3 separate regions of the Mus musculus genome follow, and regions 1 and 3 are each linked to region 2. The links are chromatin contacts, called in public Hi-C maps. All regions are on one chromosome and are shown on one strand. The core of a region is the stretch at or near the end of the contact, and the rest is flanking DNA. Distances in the headings are between cores, read along the strand shown.

What was found. A called contact is a pair of places that touch in the nucleus more often than the background predicts.
Region 1: a Hi-C map of liver shows a contact between it and region 2, with 3 times the contacts expected there. The contact joins two enhancer-like sites. A contact is called at or near these places in 1 of 39 promoter capture datasets (hippocampal neurons), 9 of 484 Hi-C or Micro-C datasets (cardiomyocytes, cerebellar granule neurons, cerebellum and 5 more), 3 of 115 datasets of contacts at active chromatin or transcription factors (embryonic fibroblasts, fibro-adipogenic progenitors and heart atrium) and 1 of 9 other capture datasets (adipose tissue).
Region 3: a contact with region 2 is called in a Hi-C map of liver, with 4 times the contacts expected there. The contact joins two enhancer-like sites. A contact is called at or near these places in 3 of 484 Hi-C or Micro-C datasets (liver and uterus).

What each region holds. Positions count from the first base shown.
Region 1 is chr6:140,545,391-140,550,059 of GRCm38.p6, reverse strand. All of the region lies in intron 11 of Plekha5 (pleckstrin homology domain containing, family A member 5), which reads right to left. Among named protein-coding and RNA genes, the nearest start is that of Aebp2, 76 kb to the left of the region's middle. Within about 2 kb of position 2,994, at least 145 of the 459 cell types and tissues checked have an H3K27ac peak or open chromatin away from gene starts, as enhancers often do. A contact at or near this core is called in fibro-adipogenic progenitors and liver, where this site is marked.
Region 2 is chr6:139,877,148-139,881,579 of GRCm38.p6, reverse strand. The region is part of intron 26 of Pik3c2g (phosphatidylinositol-4-phosphate 3-kinase catalytic subunit type 2 gamma); the gene reads right to left. Among named protein-coding and RNA genes, the nearest start is that of Plcz1, 160 kb to the left of the region's middle. Within about 2 kb of position 3,104, at least 40 of the 459 cell types and tissues checked have an H3K27ac peak or open chromatin away from gene starts, as enhancers often do. A contact at or near this core is called in fibro-adipogenic progenitors and liver, where this site is marked.
Region 3 is chr6:140,573,435-140,577,625 of GRCm38.p6, reverse strand. It overlaps Plekha5 (pleckstrin homology domain containing, family A member 5), which reads right to left. Exons shown (of 31, transcript NM_144920.3): 22 at 288-399. Among named protein-coding and RNA genes, the nearest start is that of Aebp2, 48 kb to the left of the region's middle. Within about 2 kb of position 2,470, at least 21 of the 459 cell types and tissues checked have an H3K27ac peak or open chromatin away from gene starts, as enhancers often do. A contact at or near this core is called in liver, where this site is marked.

The sequences.
Region 1 (4,669 bases), core at 1,745-4,244, 670 kb before region 2:
TGTAACCCAAAAAACTCCCAGGGCTATGGGAAAGGTGGTATGGCTTCCACGCACGCACGCACGCACGCACGCACGCACGCACGCACGCACGCACGCACGCACGCACGCCTGCCTCCAGGGCTCTAAGGACTGAACTTTCACGACAGGCACTCTTGGCCTTTCCTGCTTCCTCTGCCTTGTACTGTGTGAGGTGTCTGCAGCTGCTAATCACTACAAGAACTGGGGGGGAACTGACCTGCAGGGGTTTACTAAACTCCTAAAGAAATTTTATGTGTTTTTATTTATTTTATGCATATCAGTGGGTTAGCCTGCATTTTTTTGTGCACCATTTTCGTGCCTGGTGCAGGTAGAGATCAGAAGAGGGCACTGGATCCTGTGGAACTAGAGTTACAGATGGCTGTGAGCCACTAAGTGGGTACTGGGAACAGAACATAGGTTCAGTGCTCTTAATTGCTGAGGCACCTACTTCTCCAGCCCTTATTTTACTATCCTTAATAATCTAATTCTTTGGCTGATAAATAAGAAGCCAAAGATGTCTTTTTATTGTATATATATATATGTGTGTGTGTTCGTCTGTGTGAGTGAATGCTATGTGTGTGCCGGAGCACATACAAGGAGGACAGAAGAGTCAAATCCACTGCCCCTGCAGTTACACGCAGTTGTGAGCCACCCAACATGGTGCTGGGAATCGAACCTGGGTCTTCTGGGAAGTAGCAAGTACTTTGAACTGCTGAGCCATCTCTGGCTCTTGCAGAGTCTCTGACACGGACTTGTGACTGGCAGCAATGCGTCAATACTGTTCCAGCAGCTGTGGTGGCACCTGTGCACTCTGGAGGCATGCGGCAGGTCTAAGGGAGCTTGGGTTGGACAGGACCTTTCAACAACAACAACAAAACCCCCAAAGTCCTTCAACAGATATGACTGGGACCACATGTAACGACTGGGTGCACACTTGGCTATGAGGCACATACACTACAGTTAGTTAGTTCTTACTGGTATGTAAAATTATATTATTGTTATTCAGTGAGAAGTTCTCTTTTGGAGGGATATACCTTCTCTTTGTGATTATGGAAAATACTGCAATGCAGAGGGAAAGGCAGAGAAGGAAGGCACGCACACCTGCAACCCCAGGACTTGGGCGGGGGGAATACAGGCAGTTGGATCTCTGTGAGTTCAAGGCCAGTGCGGTCTGCATAGCAAGCTCCAGGCTACCCAGGTTATCATATCCATATTCTTTTAATGTCTGGCATCATAATAAGAGTTTGTGAATGAAAATGCCTACTTGTAACAATTTCCAGACATTTATATATAAATGAAAAAAAAATTCCTTCTTTTAAAAAACATCTGCTAAAGACATGTGTGCTGTGCATGAAATTATTTCTCTATTATAATGAATTAATTGAAACTAAAGCCATCAGGGGCTGGAGAGATGACTCAGCAGCGGAATGCTTGCTGCTCTTCCAGTATCCACATGAGGTGACTCACATCCACCTCAGCTTTCGGCCTCTTGGGCACCCCCAACCCCAGGCCCAACACCCATGATATTCATACCCAAAATGAAAATAAAAAACAGAAGTAAGCATAAGGAAGACAGAGAGCTTAGGAAGCAGTGAGCTCAAAAGGCTGTGGGTGCCTTGTGTCCCCACTGTCTGGTAGTCACACGAGTCCTCTCTAGCCACTGTGCTTTCTAGACTACAAGAGAGCTTATTGCCAAGCTGTCTAGAGCCTAAGGTCACATTACTCATTACTATTCAAACAGTCTGATCCCTTCAGTCATCTCTCCTGAAGAGTAAACATCTCCTCCATCATTCTGGCTCCTCTTTCAGGCTCTTGCAATGCTGTCAGTGGCCCCACCCCCTAAGGCCAATCATCGAGCAACCAACTCTGGGAGTGGAGAGAGGCACAGTGTCATGTGACTAGACCAGAGTTCAATCAGTTGTGGCTTTCTCTCCTGTTGCAACCCTCGGGCCCCAATTAGACTTCCCTCCCTCCTCTCTTTGATAAGACAAAAGACAGAGATCAGGGTCACAAATGAAGAGCTGGCAGCCCCACACCCATCTCTTCAGGTATGGCAGCCGGGGGAAGTTGATTCCATCCAAGACTCCACTCTGGCACTTGAGTGTCCATCTCAACTTAACCACCATGCCTTCCTTAAGAAGGTACAGAAGTACAGAATGCCACCATGGAACTGTATCAGCATGAGAAGGCACATGAATCGCCAGACTAAAATACCCCAGACGACTAATAGTGCAAAGCACAATGTGCAGTGACAGCACTTGTCAGTCTCTGAAGCATCACTGGCATGTGAGCCGCTGTATCTGCTCCAACTGCCACGCCCTCCTGTGCTATTACCCGCAGTGTTCCCATCAGCCTGGCTATGGACACGAGTTTGAAAGGTTCCGCCCTCTTTGAAACTTTGGGGGACTTCTAATAGAAAAACGGTTATTAACAAGTAAATTCATTTTTTTTGTGGTCTCATACATGGTCTAGCTTTAGGAGACCTGCTTTTCAGAGGTATAAAATATTCCATTGATTGCTGTCCTAACGAAATGTAAATTCAGCCAAGTGTGATTTAGTGTGAAGCAGAAAGCATAAGAGGCAAGCACAGGGAGCCCACTCAGCAGCTGCTGCCTATGATCTGCCCTGGGGCCAATCAAGGCTCGGCTACTCAGACACTCTGCAGCTCTGTTCCTCTCAATACAGGGACCTACCAACGTTAACCACCCCTGCTGCCTACTAGGGTCTCAGTAATTAAAGCAAGCCTTTCATAAAGAAGAAGAAATCAGTTATTTCATGGATTACAATGCTTCTTTTTACCAGTACAAGTTTGCAAATGTTTTTTGGGAAGGTTGATTTACAACAGTACATGATACTTTTCCAAGATTCAAAGAGGCCATGAGCCATCTGCAAAGAATGTGACACTTCAAGTACCCAGGGGAACGACAACACTGTGAACCTGTGAACCTGCAGACAGAACCCTTGTCCGAGCCATCAGTCCAGCCTTCGGGAGGCTGCCCACAGAAGAAAAGGACAAAGTCCGTGCAGGGGCTGCTCAACCTCACTGACACCACACAGGAAAACGTAAGTCCCCGATGTCTGCTACCCTCTCTACACTTTTAAACTAAAGAAGAAAATGTTTTATTTGAGATTTAAATAGAGAGGAAGCAACTTGGCCACCCTCCAGTCTGAATGTGACCTTTAGTCCTCCAAACCTTTTTGCCCTCAGAGCTGCTTCCTGGTTTCTGTCTAATCAAAGGCACTGATTTGTTTCCTGCTGAGAGTATATCAGCCGGCTGTCCAAGAGTTAAACTCTATTTCTCATCCAGTCGGTACGTAATCTGCTTACCTAGGACTGTGGTCCGTGTGAAAGTCAATCAGACAGTGTATGACACGAACCAACACACACCGTGGGAATGCTACATCAAACTAGTCAGTGTGTGTGTGTGTGTGTGTGTGTGTGTGTGTGTGTATTTCTGCATGTACCTTGCAATTCTGACACCGTCTTGGAGGCCAGATACAGAGGTACAGCAATACTGAGGCAGAGACAGGGGCATCTAGGAGTTCCTGGTCAAGCCAGTCAGAACCACATGGTGAGATCCTGTTTCAAAAACGAACAGTGTTTTCCCAATTTTCAAGTACTTTACAACTCAATCACTATGTTGTACAGACGTCTCTACAATGTATCCGGTAAAGTCAGCCTTATTCACAACTCTCTCTTGTGCAAACCCTGAAAGGGAACACACAGGATGTGGGAGACAGTGAGCAGCACCTCACAGGGGGGTGCGCTTGCAGCCTCGGGAGAGCTACCAAGGCCAGCCTACCAAGGCTTTAGAGCCACCCTCCTGAAGCTTCTGATACTGCAGGCCGGCACTGTACCTGAGCAGAGCTGGAACACACCCCCATGTCTCACAAGCTTCTGCAGTGAACTGAAGAACAACGTGCTCTGGGACTTACACGTTACAGTAACAGTTCCACTACATAGAGACCTGCATGGAAATGGCTACACACTATACCATGGCGACATTATCAATATAAAGCACCTAAGGTAACTTGGAAAGTCCATTTAAATTAAAACATACTTTCTCAAAGAACTCTTGCTTTAAGAAAAATTTGGAGCCAGACAGTGGTGGTGCATGCCTTTAATCCCAGCACTCAGGACAGAAGCAGACAGATCTCTGAGTTTGAATCTAGCCTCATCTACAGAAAGTTCCAGGACAGCCAGGGCTACACAGAGAAACCCTGTCTCAAGCTAACCACCACCTCCCATCCCCCACCAAAAAAAAAATTACAACGAATTTTATGAATTTGAACAAAAAAAAACTTATAGAAATGTAAAATCTGTTGACTCGGGAGGGTTAGGATCAACTCCATGCCTTGTGCACACCAGGCAAGTGCTCTACCACTGCATTCTGTCCCTAGCTGTAAAATTTACTTTAAAATTTTAATTTACTGTTTGAGTGTTTTCAAATGGGTCTCACTATGTAGTACTGGCTGGCCTACTACTAACTATGAAATAACCTAGGCTGGCATTGGTCTCAGCCTCCAGAGTGCTGAGATTTCAAGGGTGCAGCACCACGCCTGGCTTATGCTTTGCGTTTTGAGGGGCTGTAGAGACAGCTCTGTGCTTAAGAGCATTGGTTGTTCATGACCACAGAGGGAACACAGATAT
Region 2 (4,432 bases), core at 1,855-4,354:
TAAAGGAGCACAAAATTACCTGACATGTTCTGGAAGAATCGAAATCTGTTTCATCATATGATTACATATAGTATTAGTTTGAAGATGACAAGGCTGTGCATACTGCAGAAGATGTGTAGATATGGCTCAGTCAGAGATGCAAGGACATTGCATAAAAACCACTTCTCTGACTCTATGGCTCCCTCTATACAAATTCAACTTTCTGTGCGTAAGGGCAAGTATATTCATTAAATATCATTAAAGCAAAGAAATTAAGAACAGATTTGTGAGTTTCCTCTCCTCATCTTTAAGAAGATATCTGTTTCCATTGTACTGTAGTGTGGAGGGATATTATTCTTTCTACTTGTATACATTTTTTGAGCAAACTCTTTGAATTATTATTTTTCTAAGATGCAGAAGAAAAGGAGGGAAAGGGTAGAGGAAGGGAAGGAGGAGGGAAGGAGGAGAAAGACATATTACCAATACTCCTATGACTAATAGGATAAATGTTCTGCCTAGAATACACACTTGTGCAATGAGAAGTTAATCTTATTAATAAAGATGAAGTGTGTATGTTGTGATGGAGGACCGGTGAAGTCATAGGTAATTCCTGTAGGAAACAAGTGATTTTGCAACTATTATTGCCACTGTAAGCCCAGTAAGGCTTGAGGTCACACGCCCAGAAGAGACCACAGTGTTCTCGATGTGCTAAAAGAAAGAATCCCTGTGAATCTACCAGAACACAGAATATTATGTGTCTGAGTGCCAGAAAACAGAGGCAAAGTAAAACATTTCAGCAATAGTAAAGATTTAAAACACATATTCTAAAATCAAGAGAGTACTATTCAGCATGTACCACAACTAAGACAGTTCACCATGGTTGGTATTAAAGATAGGGTACACGAAGCCAAAGAAGAGGCTGGACTAGAATGTGGTGTGCAATGGAGACAATATTGGGTTTAAATATACATAGGTGGGGTTGGAGCGATCACTCACTAGTAAGAGCTTGTGCTGCTCTTGCAGAGGATCTGAGATCAGTTGCTAGCACCCATATCTACTGGCACAATCTATTGTCACTCCTGCTCCAAGGGATCAAATGCCAAAACAACTATTAACTTTATACATACATCCCTATAGGTAGATGATGGAGATAGAGATAGAGACAGAGATGATATAGAGCTAGAGATAGATATGGAATATATGTATATAAACACACACAGAGAGAGAGAGAGAGAGAGAGAGAGAGAGAGAGAGAGAGAGAGACAGAGACAGAGACAGAGAGAATTTGTCTAAATGGTTGGATACATTGAGAGATGTGACAGTTGAAAGCCACAGTTGCAGATGTGGCCTGAGGAGTCATTAGCACAAGTAAGTGCGACCAAGCCAACACTGCCAGTCCTAGAGATGAGTCTCCTGCCTGCCCTCCTGGGTTATTCCTGGCATCTTAACTTTGCTGTTTGTAAACGTGAGCAATTCCGGGCCAGGGAGATGATTCATCAGGTACAGGTGCTTATGTCCAAGCCGACCACCTGAATCCAGTTCTTGGAACCATGGTTTAAAACGAGCAAATTCTCCTCACTCCTGGCTTTTCTCCTCATCCCTGCTTCTTATCTTGATTTACAGTGGTGTCAATACCCAACCAGGAAGAAAGCCATGTTTCATTTTCTCTTTTTTTTCTGATTCTCTACAGCAGTTATTAATTTCATTAAAAACACTTAGCAGCCTGCTACATTCCTTCCCAGCCTTCACTGCAGGCATTATCACAGCAATTTACATCTATATGATGCCTAAATGGTTTCGCTAACTTTTCTTTACACCTGATGGTGGAAATAAATTACTGTCATAACTTCTGAATTGTGAGCCCAAAATCTGAGCAAAATGATGGTACTCTCTTCACTACAAACACTTGGTCATTTTTTCATCTCCCTATGCACTACTCAGTGGTGTCTGTACTCTGTCTTTACACTCCTTCATAATGTAAAACTTGGAAACTCTTATCAGTCATATATATATAAATATATATATGATCTAGTTAATTCTTCAACAACTATAAAACTATATAACTATATATAACTCTCTCTCAAACTATATATAACTACATAATTATATAACTATATAACTATGTATATATATCCTGGCTAAGAATACCTTTTCTTTTCCTTTCTTGACTATTGGAAGTCTTTATCTTACTTTGACCACTTTTAAAGTCCTATCTTCCAGTTTTGATCATTTTTGTTCATGTCAGATATGAAGTTCCTTGAGAAGACAACTGGACCTTTACTTTGTATTGAAATTGTTTAAGCACTAGCATGGTGCTTTTTTAGCAAGTGGAATCTATTGAACATCTAGTGCATAATGACTGCATAGGTGAATGAATAAATGATTAGAGAAACACTAAGTATTATTATGTTTTAAAGCCTCACTATGGCAAACTTAATACTACTAAATAACAAAACTCAGCTCTAGAGCTACACATTTCCTATGGCAAGTAGAATCTAGATTAGCTTTTTTCTTGTCTAGCACTGGATGTTTCAGAGATGTCTATGGACTGACTGAGAAAGATTCTTGTTTTAACCACTGCATGAACATTTATTTGCTAAGAACAGAGTTCTGTGGAGTCTGAATTACATTCTAGTCTCTCTGGACTCACAATAGCTTGTTCAGGACTCTGTCAAATATTTTTATTGGGTCACATAGTATACTTACTTTCTCCTCTGCCAATTTATATATTTTTATCATCTATCTATCTATCTATCTATCTATTATCTATCTATCTATCTATCTATCTATCTATCTATCTATCTGCTGACACATGCATACTATGACAAAACCGATGAGTCCAACTCTCTTTCCATCATATGACTGAATATATGTAACAAGTCTCGTTTCCTGTCCTATTCCTTTGAAAGGAGTCTTTGAGTCTTTATAATACAATAAAATACAAAGCCACCTATCTATCTATCTATCTATCTATCTATCTATCTATCTATCTATCATCTTCCACTTAGCTGTATCTGATCCAATGCAACTGTGTTTCAGTGTTTTTGTACAGAGTGCATGGGTGATATGTGTAACTGGGGCAGCAGGAAGAGAAAAGGCAGCTGGTACAGATATGAGCCAACACTGGATGGATGAGTCATGTGTTTTTAAGGACAGGAGTTTTGTTTTGTTTCTATTCTCCTGCTACTAAGTCCAGCTCTCTTTTAATAGCTTCGCTTAGGGAAGCAGTGCTCTTTCCTTACCATATAGGGAATCGAGAAAGATTTCTGCTGGGAAATCTCTGATATAATAATGGGAGTGATAAACATTTGAAGCCGGTGAATGGTCCCTGTGTTCTTTGAGAGTCTTCCATAATAGTTCATATTGATTTTTTTAATGGGAGAAGAGCTGAGGAGGCACAGGCTTTTATATTGGTGAACTCAGCCAGGAGCACACTTGGGTCTCCTACAGATGTTGCTTTTAAGCAAGATGAGAATTACATAGATTACTCCTTGCTTGCTTTTCCCATGTGGAAACAAAAGCACAGCAGATATCTGGCAACAAGATGCTTTCTGCTGGGGACGGGTCATTAACTCCACATTGAACCGACTGCACGCCTGTGCCTCATGATCCTGGGTATTGATCATTTGCAGAAGCCAGCCTTGATGACCCGGGCCAGGCATTTCTCAACTTGTAACTGGGTCATGGTGTAGTGCATTGAACTGTGCTTAAAGACATCAACACAAGAGTCAGAATGGAGAAAAAGGTCATATTAAATGTGTATATAGAAAGCAGAATTTTTTTTTTACAAATTTAAATTTGGTTTTAATTTAAAAGAGGTTTTAGCTAGACAGTGTGTGGTCCTGAAATAACCACTGAAGACTTTATCTGAAGAGTCACAGAGGACTCTTATATACTAGAGTATGTACATACTGGAGTAAAACAGGGAAACTGGCTAGAAACCAAGAACCACACACCCCAGTATGTGCACTCCAGTACAGTATGATTTTCACTTACAAATGCTGGGATCCTCAGTTACTTATATGCACAAATTTTATCATCACTCTTCAACTTAAAATTTTAAGTCTCTAGGTTTTATATTTTATCCTCTCATTAATAGTTCCTAGCACATAGTAGGCTCTTGAGAGCTCATGGACTCATGAGTAAGATCTTGGGAGAGTCCAACTAGATCATGCCAGAGTTTGACAGTACATGAGAATTGATAGTGCCTAGAAATTCATTATATAAATAAAGTCATTTTCCTTGATTTAGTGCTTGTAGAGTTAGTTTTCTCTGTGTCATAGAATTAGCTTGTTATGAGCTGTAAGCCATCCCATAAAAGCAATAGAGAAAAAGAGAATTGGGAACTAGAACAAAGATCTATAAAGAAAAATTCCTGGCTACAGTTGGAGATCCTGATGCCTGGGGATGTTACTCAGTAGGAGAGATGCAGGCTCAATTCCTATCACAGAAT
Region 3 (4,191 bases), core at 1,221-3,720, 700 kb before region 2:
AATTTTAAAAGTGGGGGGAGCAAATTGAGAAAAAGGGGTGTAGGATCACTTCCGTTTTTGTCCCCACACTAGGAAGACTCAGAAGGGGAGAGTCGCTGAAGTCCCTTCAGCTTCACTCACTCAGGTCAGGGTTTGTGTGGCGGTGGCTGCCAGAATTGCTGCTTTTGGTTTATTAAGTTATGTACCATTCAGTGGCTCAGAGGGCTGGTTTCTGGTGATAGACTCTATTGAGGTGCAAATGTAACGCCATCTTTCCATTTAGACACCGCTGTGCAGAGCTGACCCACCTGTTTCTGAAGAGCCTCTTTGCTGTTTGTGTTTGCTCAACCCCTCCATGACATCTTGAATTCTCCAGAGCTCCTTTTGAATCTGTGCCCGTTGAATTCCTGCCGACTCACTCTATCAGCAAAGACGACAGATCACTGTAGTGCTTGCGTGGGGCAGGCCCGTGGACTCATGCATTTGAACCCTGGGTGTCTGCTGGCGGGGCCTTGATAAAGGCAGTCCACACTGGGTGGGAGCGTTGATGCTTTACAGCTGGGCCCGTCCTCGTTCTCTCCCTCCCGAGCTCTGGCCAGCCTCCAGGCCTTCCTGCCGTGATGGAACCAAGGCAGAGGGCCAGAAGAAACCCTTTCTCCACTAAGTTGCTTTTTGTTAGGGTTTTCTATGACAGCAACAGGAAAATAACTAACTCAATAACAACTTACGAAAACCGTCAACCTTATAAGTTCTACTAGTCATAAATAAACAATTAGAGCGGCCGAGGGCTAAGTCCCAGGGTATTTAGCGTAACACACACGAGGCAAACAGTAAAGCTGTGCCAGGCGTGGTAGTGCACACCTTTAATCCCAGCACTCAGGAGGCAGAGGTAGGCTGATTTCTGAGTTCAAGGCCAGCCTGGTCTACAAAGTGAGCTCCAGGACAGCCAGGGCTATACAGAGAAACCCTGTCTCAAAAAACAAAACAAAAAATCCCAAAAAACCCCCAAACAAACAAACAAACAAAAACCAGTAAAGCTGTGCATGTCCATCACGGCAGGAAGGCCTGGAGGCTGGCCCGAGCTCGGGAGAAGAGAAGGAAAGCCAAGGAGTTCTCCATGGGCTACCTCGGCTACAGATCACTTTCTCTGGTTTCACATACAGCCAAGCCAACGGTGGGCTGCAGATCAGTGGCAGGAAGTCATTTGTCCTGCATGCACAAGGCTCTCGCACAGCAGCAGCGCTGGATTTAAGAAAGAGTCACTACCGTGTAACTGCTGCTCAGTTACAGCTGCTGCTGCAGGCGTGGGCGTGCGCAGCCCAGGAGCAGAGCTGAGGACACTTATGCCCCATCACCTCCTCCCAACCTTCCTGTACAGGGAGGGAAGGCACTGTATTACTTGTGGTTTCATGGTTCACTGACAGGCATGGGACATGTTCTGAGGATCAGGGCTCCTGCACTACTTCCTAAATTCTAAAACATAAAAAACAATCCCCCATAATCAGCTTCCAAACGCTGACACCATTGCATACACTAGCAAGATTTTATCGAAAGGACCCAGATGTAGCTGTCTCTTGTGAGACTATGCCGGGGCCTAGCAAACACAGAAGTGGATGCTCACAGTCAGCTATTGGATGGGTCACAGGGCCCTCAATGGAGGAGCTAGAGAAAGTAACCAAGGAGCTAAAGGGATCTGCAACCCTATAGGTGGAACAACATTATGAACTAACCAGTACCTCGGAGCTCTTGACTCTAGCTGCATATGTATCAAAAGATGGCCTAGTCGGCCATCACTGCAAAGAGAGGCCCATTGGACTTGCAAACTTTATATGCCCCAGTACAGGGGAACGCCAGGGCCAAGGAGTGGGAGTGGGTGGGTGGGGGAGTGGGGGGGGGAGTGTGTTGGGGACTTTTTGGATAGCATTGGAAATGTAAATGAGGAAAATACCTAATAAAAACAATTAATTCTAAAAAAAACAAAACAAAAAAAAAAAAACAAACAATCCCCACTTGATTGACGGAAGTAAGTAAGTGTGTTTCCAATACAAACATTTCATCCCAGCCACTTTTACTCTATTCTGGTACATTCACTTTCTTCTTCTTCTTCTTCTTCTTTTTTTTTTTTTTTTTGGTTTTTCAAGACAGGGTTTCTCTGTGTAGCCCTGGCTGTCCTGGAACTCACTTTGTAGACCAGGCTGGTCTCGAACTCAGAAATCCTCTTGCCTCTGCCTCCCAAGTGCTGGGATTAAAGGTGTGCGCCACCACTACCTGGCCTACATTCTGTATCATGCTTTCTTATTTAAACATTTTGTATCATGCTTTAAGTTAAAACCACACAGTTTCAAGACTCTGTTATACTTATATGACCCTTGCAGGGAAATCCATTTGTCTTGGGGCTGGAATGATAGCTTAGCACTTAAGAGAGCTTGCTGTCCTTCCAAAAACCACACGTTAGTAGCTCACAACCACCTGTTACACAAAGTCCAGGGTCCATGACCTCTGAGGTATCCACACATGTGGCACACACTGTCCACATACAATGTCCTGTTGCTGTGAGAGAGGGAACACCATGGCCACAGCCAAACTCTTCCTATCTTATTTTTTTCTGAGACAGGGTTTCTCTGTGTAACTCCGGCTGACCCCAAACCCAAAACTCACAGAGATCCACCTACCTCTGCCTCCTGAGCGCTGGGTGGTGAGAACCAATGCTGCCTGGTGGCTTGCTTTGGGGGGCAAACTCTTCTAAAAAGAAAGTACTTGACTGGGGACTTGCTTACAGTTTCCGATGGTTAGTCCCTGACTATCATGGCTGGATACAGACAGGCACAGTGCTGAAGTAGTGCCTGACAGTCACACTGAGCCTGCTGTGGCTGCTGCTGCTGCTTCTTTTTTTATATTTATTTATCTCATGGATGTGGGTACACTGGCGCTGTCTTCAGACAGACTAGAAGAGAGCATCAAATCCCATTATAGATGGTTGTGAGCCACCATGTGGTTGCTGGGAGTTGAACTCAGGACCTCTGGAAGAGCAGCCAGTGCTCTTAACCAGAGTCTTCTCTCCAGCCCCCGCTGTGGCTTTTGAAGCCCCAAAGCCCACCCACAATAACATAAGTCCTCTAACTTGTTGAGGAAGTGTGTCACTGTTGTGGGCTCTGATGGCTCTTAGTGCTCAAGTTCTGACCAGTGAGGAAGAGAGTCCCCTCCTGACTGTCTGCAGAATTCAGTCTCTCCTGGCTGCCTTCAGATCAAGATATAGAACTCTCAGCACCTTCTCCAGCATCAAGTTGGCTTGCACCCTGCCTTGTTTCCTGCCATGATAATGTACTGAACTCTGAAATGTAAACCCCAATTAAATGATGTCCTTCATAAGAGCTGCCTTGGCCATGGTGTCTCTTCACAGCAATAAAACCCAAACTCAGACAGGGAGTATCTCACTAAGCAGCCCTGCTGGCCTGGAACTGTTTGGAGCCTAAGCTCTGGCTCTGCCTGCCTGCTGAACTCTGGGACTGCAGCTGTTTACCATCCTTCCTGGTTACAGGTCTGTTCTCAGTGTCTATTTGCCTGAAACCTGTCAATGCCTCAAGTATTACAAAGCACACAGAAGGACTCAGGAGTGAAAGCTCAGGAGAAAAACGACAGACAGGGAGAGAAGATTAACCATGCAAGCCAGAAACTTGCATGCCTGTAGAGTATAAAGTCTGTACAGATACATGTTTTTGGCAACCTAAAATTTGTACAAGTTTCATGTTTTAAGGTTTAGTTATATTTTGTGTGGGTGTGTATGGTGGTGGTTTGAATGAAAATGGCCAACATAAGCTCATATATTTGAATGCTTAATCACCAGAGAATCAAACTGCTTGGGAAGGCTGAGGGGGTGTGTCCTTGTTGGAGGAGGTGTGTCATTGTGGGTGGGCTGTGGGGTTTCAAGGGCCACAGCGGGCTCAGTGTCTCTTTTCTGCCTGTGGCTGTCAGGGACTAACCATCTGAAACTGTAAGCAAGCCCCCAGTTAAATACTTTCTTTTTAGAATAGTTTGCCTTGGTCACAGTGTCTCCTTGTAGCAGTAATAGAACAAACAGCGAGACAGTGTGTGCCACGTATGTGGGGAACCTCAGAGGCTGAAGGACAGGAATGGATCCCCTGGACTTAGCGTTATAAGTGGTTGTGAGCTCTTCAATACGGGGTCTCTGGAAGGGCAGCAAGTGCTCTTAAG